Regions from separate parts of the Rattus norvegicus genome. Here region 1 is linked to region 2. Evidence: chromatin contacts called from public Hi-C data. All regions are on one chromosome and are shown on one strand. The core of a region is the stretch at or near the end of the contact, and the rest is flanking DNA. Distances in the headings are between cores, read along the strand shown.

Region 1 (3,227 bases), core at 482-2,981, 51 kb before region 2:
GAACACATGCTTTTTTTAATAAAGCAGTGAGAAATACACACTGGAGAAGGGGCAACATCTTCAACAGATGGTATTGGTCAAACTGAATGTCTGCATGAAGAAGAATAAAAATAGATACATATTTATCACCCTGCACAAAAGTCAAATGAAAATGGATCAAAGATCTCATAACAAAACCAGATACTCTGAACCCCTATTCCTAAATGGGGACTAGCCTTGAACTCATTGCCATAGGAGAAGACTTCCTGAATAGAACATCAATAGTTCAGGCACAGAGAATAAAGGGGATCTCATAAAACAAAAAGCTTCTGCTTGACAAAGGACAGTGTTATTCAGACAATCAGCAGACTATAGAATTAGGAAAAAAAACACCAACTTGACATACAATAGAGGACTAATATTCAAAATATATAAAGAACTAAAAAAATTAAAAATAATTCAATTTTAAAGTGCTACAGTTATAAACAGAGAATTCACAATAGAGGAAACTCAAATGGTTGAGAAATACTTAAGAAATGTTCAACATCTTTAGTCATCAAGGAAATGCAAATCAAAGCTACTTGGAGATTTCACCTTATACTTCTCAGAATGGCATAGATCAATAACACAAGCTCATGTTAGTGGAAATGTACAATAATGGGAATACTCCTCCATTGGTGGTGCAAATGCAAACTTGTATAGCCACTAGGGAAATCAATATGGCAGCTCCTCAGTGTTGAAAATTGATCTACCTCAAGACCCAGCTGTACCATTCTTGAGCAAATACCCAAAGGATGCTTCATCCTACCAGAAGAACACCTGTTCAATCATGTTTGTTGGTGCTTTATTCACAGTAGCCAGAAACTGGAAACAATCTAGATGTCCCTTAACCAGAGAACGGATGAAGAAAATGTGGTATATTTACACAGTAGAGTAATACTCAATTGTTAAAATGACACCACGAAATTTGTAGGCAAATGAATGGAACTACAATGGAACCTGTCCTTTTCTAATGAGAGACAGAAAGGGAGTAGATTGAGGAAGGGAGGTGAGAAGGAACTGAGAGGTATAGAAGGAGGGGAAACTGTAATCAGGATATATTGTATAAAAGAAAAGAATCTATTTTCAATAAAAAGAATAAAAATAATAACTAAAACAAACAATAATAACACCTGTTGTAGATAAGAGTGCTCCCAGCTCATCTGGAAGATGTACATAGAGAGAGAGAGAGAGAGAGAGAGAGAGAGAGAGAGAGAGAGAGAGAGAGAGAAGAGAGAGAGAGAAATGGCATTTTTTTAAATTTCCCTAGTTTCTTGGTGATTCAGACAGTGACAAAGTCAGGACCAAAGATGCCTGGTGCTTATTCTTAGTCCACATCTCTTCCACTGACCCAACGTCTATTTCCCTGTGCAAATAAAAGAAGCACATGGGTGTTTACTCCACTCTTTGCTACTGGATTCCAATGTATGTATTTGACCCTCCTACCACTTTGACACAGGCATCGTCATTGTCCCATTTGCCAGAAGAGAACACTGAGGCACAGAACCTGAACACATGAGCTAAGGTTGCATGGCTAGTTAAGTGGCAGAGAGTGAGAGACCCACAAGGGCTCTGCCACCCGGAAGATTGTGGAAGAAGCTGTTGGATCTGTTGCTAGGAAAAAGCCTAAGCGCCTTTTGGAACGTTCTCTGGCATTTCCAGAACAGTGAGACTTTTCTTCTCTTGTTAATCCTGGGAGTAGACATTGGCATTGGAGATGAGAAATGATGGTAATTCCAAGAAAAGAAGGAAATATAGTTCTTCCCTTCCCCTCTCGGCTGTGGCGAGGGACGTGTGGGTGACTTGGCAGCACAAAATGCTTGCAGCAGAAGTACCATCTGCTGCTTTAAAGCTGGCCGTGTATACTTTTGGTTATTTTAAAATCATTGGGCGGACCTCATTGGCTGGGTGAAGCACAAAGTATAGCCCGTGACATGCATGGAGTTAGGTCCATGGCTTGTGGTTTGGGAGGGGATGCCTGGGAGGCTCGTGAAGTACCAGTTTGCATTACACACACTCACTAGCTGTCTGAAGATGAAAATCCGAAGGGTCCTTCTGCCTCTGCTCCCCTGATATTGGGTTACAAGTATACACCATCATTCTCAGGTTTTTTTTTAACCCTTCAGGATTTAAGGTTTATAGTTTTTGAGAATTTCATACATGGATTCCCTATTTACATCATTTTCACTTTTCCTTCTCCTTATACTCAACACCTCCCATATTCTTCCTCCTCTTTCCTAAAATTGTTACACATATGTAAATACTTTACACACACTTCCCTACTCATCGCCCACGTGTTTAGGACTGACCAATTCAGATTGGCTGACCTAGAAGAGGACTACTGAAGACCGATTCTTCCTCTTTCAGTAACCATCCTCTTCCTGATTCATCTATAAGTTGAGCCTTACAAAACTCCTATCCTATTTAACACATAAACTGGAGTTATGTCTGTAGGTCTTATTTTGGGTGCTAGACGACAAGAATGCCTGGCTTTTTAAATGTGGTTTCTGGAACTCAAATTTGGCTCTTCATGTTTGCAATGAGAGTCAGCTCTTCATGCTTACAAAGAGAGCACTTTGCCAGCTGAGCTATCTTACCATCCCCAAAGCTATTAGCTTTAGATGTGAGTTATATGCCCGAAACACAGGATACTAGACAGAAATGTGTTTCAGCAGAAAGTCAGGAACATCTATAAATCTATCTCTCAGTATGGAGCAGTGGGAAAACATTCTACCCTTGAGTTATTTCTGCATCCTTCTCTTTATTTTGTTGTTGTTGTTGTTGTTGTTGTTGTTGTTGTTGTTGTTGTTGTTGTTGTTCCTGAGATGTGGTACATCTGAACTTGCCAAAGCTAGCCTTGAAACTCACTTTCTAGTCCAGGTCGAACTTTTTTAATCTTCCTGTCCTACCTTCCCTAGAAGCTGGGCTTTTAGTTCTTCATCATCAGATAGGGCTTAATCCTTTCCATGTTCTTTTTTTTTTTTTTCCGGAGCTGGGGACCAAACCCAGGGCCTTGCACTTTCTAGGCAAGCGCTCTACCACTGAGCTAAATCCCCAACCCCTCCTTTCCATGTTCTTGAATTAAGAAACGTCCTTGGTTATCACAAATTTAAGTCCTAGGAATTGAAAGGGAAAGGGAAGAATATGTCAGTCACAGGAAAGCCCTGCCCTAAAACTGGAAAGTGAAGCAAGAGTATGCCTGCCAGAGC
Region 2 (3,201 bases), core at 130-2,629:
CCAGCCAGCTTCGGGATCTGAAGAGGTAGCCCGGAGCAAAGGGAAAGAAATGACCTGTCCACCAGCCCGATGGACCCTGGGAACTCAGGCTGCACCTGCTAACCAGAGAACACTTCTCAGAGAATGACTCCCTGGCTCTGCCTACTGCGAAATCCTGTCCCCACTCTGTGCTGTGGCAGATGTGGGCCGAGAGTGGCCGAATTCACACACCACGGGAACCAGAGTGCTGCGGCGCCCACCCGCGATGCCTGGAGAGCCCGGGGCGGTGCCGGGCACAGATGGCGCTCGCAGCTAGACGATGCTCTAGCGCCGGCAGTTACTCCAGGCTCATCACAGTACCCCAGGGCGAAGCTGTAGTCAGATTCACCCTAGAGAGCCAAGCCGGAACAGGGAAGAGGCTCTTTCCAGTCTGTCCCAAACCCGGCGCGCCAGCCCTGAGAATCTCCTGTCCACAGAGGCTGTGGGTGGTGGGGAAACTGTCACGGCCCTCACCTGGAGGCCAACAAAGCAAGTGTCCCCAGCGCGCCGACCCTGGTGTCTATTCTGTTTCCCTCTGATTCCCTGAGTCCTTGCCAGGGCTGAGAAAGCTGAGGAGGGCAGTCAGCATCGCCCCCCGCTCACGGCGATTCGCTCAGGTGTGAGCACATCTGAACAAAGCCCACGCCCAGATGTGTCCGCGGGGACACGAACGCGCGCACGCCGCTGCGCGACTAGCGAGCGGGACTCAGGCGCTCTTCGCCGCCGGGCGACCCTGTCTTGTGACACTCCGCGTCCTCTGCATCCCAGCCCAGAAAGCTGTGTAATACCCATCTGTTCACAGGCAGACCTCTAGGCAGGGATTGCGGAGAGGCGTGGGGCGCCGGCACCCAGGCTGAAGTTGACCCGGGACCGGAGGAGCTGGTGGGCGCTCGCCCGCGGTACCCGAGCTGCGGGGTCGAAGCAGCGTCTTCTCAGGGCGCGCGTCTCCTTTTTTTCTAGCCGGTGCCCTGACTGTGTCAAGGGCTTGCAAGAGAAAATGAAGTCGCCGACCTGTTTCTCCCATACTGCAGACACTGCCAGACTCCCACAAGAGCCTGGGCTGAGCCCGGGCGGCAGAGTCTGAGTGACAACGCGGAAGCCTGGGGCTCCTTGTTCTGCTCCAGCCGCGTCAACCCACCAGGACTGAGTGTCACCAATGCAACCGCCAGACACACCCAGGGCTACTCACGTTTTTGTGCCGCGCCCACCGCCCTGCCGGGGCGCTACTGCCCAAGACCGCAGAGTGCAGCTGTCGTGCGTATTTCCTGAAGCTTCCAAAGCTGTCGCCTCCAGCTGCCCCAGTCTCTCTGTCCCTGCACGGTCCCTCGCGCTCGCGCGTCTGAGGCTCGGACTGCGGCGCGCGTCCGCCAGCGACCCAGGCGAAGCGCGCGTCCCCGACGCTCCCGCCCTCCGCTCCCCGCGATACCCAGCGTCGCGCTCAGGCCCCTCCCGACTCTCCTAGCGTCCCCGCGTCCCCCTCCCCCGCACTCACCGGGCGTCACCCGCCCCCTCCCCTCCGGGCTAACCCCCTCCCATTCGCAGCTGAGGCTGCATCGAATGGGCTCCAGCCTTGAGATCCTTGTGGATTGAGTGGCCCCTCACCTGAGAGGTCGCACTACTCCGGACCTCCGCCACCGCGCACTGCATGAGGTGGTGGCTGTGGGGCCAGGGACGCAGGACTGTTCGGGAGAACTGGTAACTGGGATGGGTGTTAGGAAGATGTTCCAGAAAATGTGTGTTTTAAATGCCACTCTCCTTTAGATTTCCGCGTGAGTGTGATGGATGGATCTGGATCACACATTCCCTCCCTCCTCTCACCTCCAAGCCTTCCCCCCTCTCGTCTCTTCCTTTAAAGTATTTCAAGCCTTTGAAACTCTAATTGGCATGGGTTGAGTACTGGTTTATAGTTTTACAACTGTCATTTCCAAATACATCTGAGGAAGGGTCCCTTCAGCGTGTAATATGCAGATGCTATTTTCAGTAGGGATTGGGTTTCTGGAGTAGCTGAAATTAGCTTTCCAGACTGCAAAATATTATACAAGTTTTTTTTTTCAATGTGAAGCAACTTTAAAAAATATGTGTAGAATTTGAGTAAACCTACTTCATGCTACACAATTCAGATTTTGGAGAACCCTCGCCCCTTATAGCATGATGATGTCCAAGGCACAGAGCCACTTAACTGGGCCCACTCCCTTCTGCAGGCCCAGGTATACTCAGCCCGGTATTACCCAGCTTACCATTTACTTTCAGAAGTTCTCATAAGCCTTCAGCCTCCGGAATAGGCGTTAGATTGGGACTCATGACTAAAACCAGATCCGGGCCATGCTTCAGAGTCCTGACAGCTCCTCTGCCCGTGCTGTACCTTTAATTTGAACTTAAGCTTCAACCTACATGCATTCATGTGCACAGCGTTCTTCTTTCTCCAACATACAGGATCCCCTTCATAGCCTCAAACAGTATTACGACTCAAACTTGATTCCTAAACCCATAGTATTGACCACTGTACCATGCTGTGTCAATGACAGAGTACAAAAAGTTTTTTTTCTTTCCATGGGAGTAGCACCTCCATAGAGAGCCATGGAGCCCTCCAGTGGTACCTGGAGAGAATAGGCTTTAGACTTTTTTTTTTCTTTTTCTTTTTTCTTTTCTTCCCCCAGTTCTATCTTCCCCTTACTTTCCCCTTTTTATGTCCTTTGCCTGATTTTCTCAACCAAGTTTCTTAACCCATATCTATACTTTGGGAGACTGCTCTCCAACTTGACTTCAAGTTTTCTGAAACCAAGCTTGTGCCTAGCTAAGCTAGTAATGATCAGTGTGCCCACCAGCAAGTGACCTCCCCTCTCCACCTGCTCCGAACCTGTGAAGTCAGAATTTTAGACTAGGTAAACACGGAAATTTGGTTTTAGCTGTCCTTTTTTTATTTTTTATTTTTATTTTTGTAAATTTTTTCTTCACCACCACCAGCCCCCTAGCAAAACTAAATGAAAGGTTGGAAAAGTCCAGATCAGAAAAACGATGTCCATACTTTGGTTTCTCTTCAGATCGTATAAATCTTTCGCCTTTTTTTTTTTTTCAGAAAAACGATGTCCAAGGCACATAGCGACTTTTATCTGAAAGTACTTTTTTAGAAAGTTCTTATATTAACATCACTAAGTACTGTGCTACAAGGGTGGTACTTACCTG

What was found. A called contact is a pair of places that touch in the nucleus more often than the background predicts.
Region 1: a contact with region 2 is called in a Hi-C map of frontal cortex, with 2.7 times the contacts expected there. The contact joins the enhancer-like site here to the promoter of Nrcam in region 2. A contact is called at or near these places in 2 of 12 Hi-C or Micro-C datasets (frontal cortex and hepatocytes).

What each region holds. Positions count from the first base shown.
Region 1 is chr6:67,179,180-67,182,406 of GRCr8, reverse strand. The region is part of intron 1 of Nrcam (neuronal cell adhesion molecule); the gene reads right to left. Among named protein-coding and RNA genes, the nearest start is that of Nrcam, 51 kb to the right of the region's middle. Within about 2 kb of position 1,731, at least 32 of the 93 cell types and tissues checked have an H3K27ac peak or open chromatin away from gene starts, as enhancers often do.
Region 2 is chr6:67,127,995-67,131,195 of GRCr8, reverse strand. Nrcam (neuronal cell adhesion molecule) reads right to left here and starts at 1,379. Exons shown (of 33, transcript NM_013150.3): 1 at 1,208-1,379.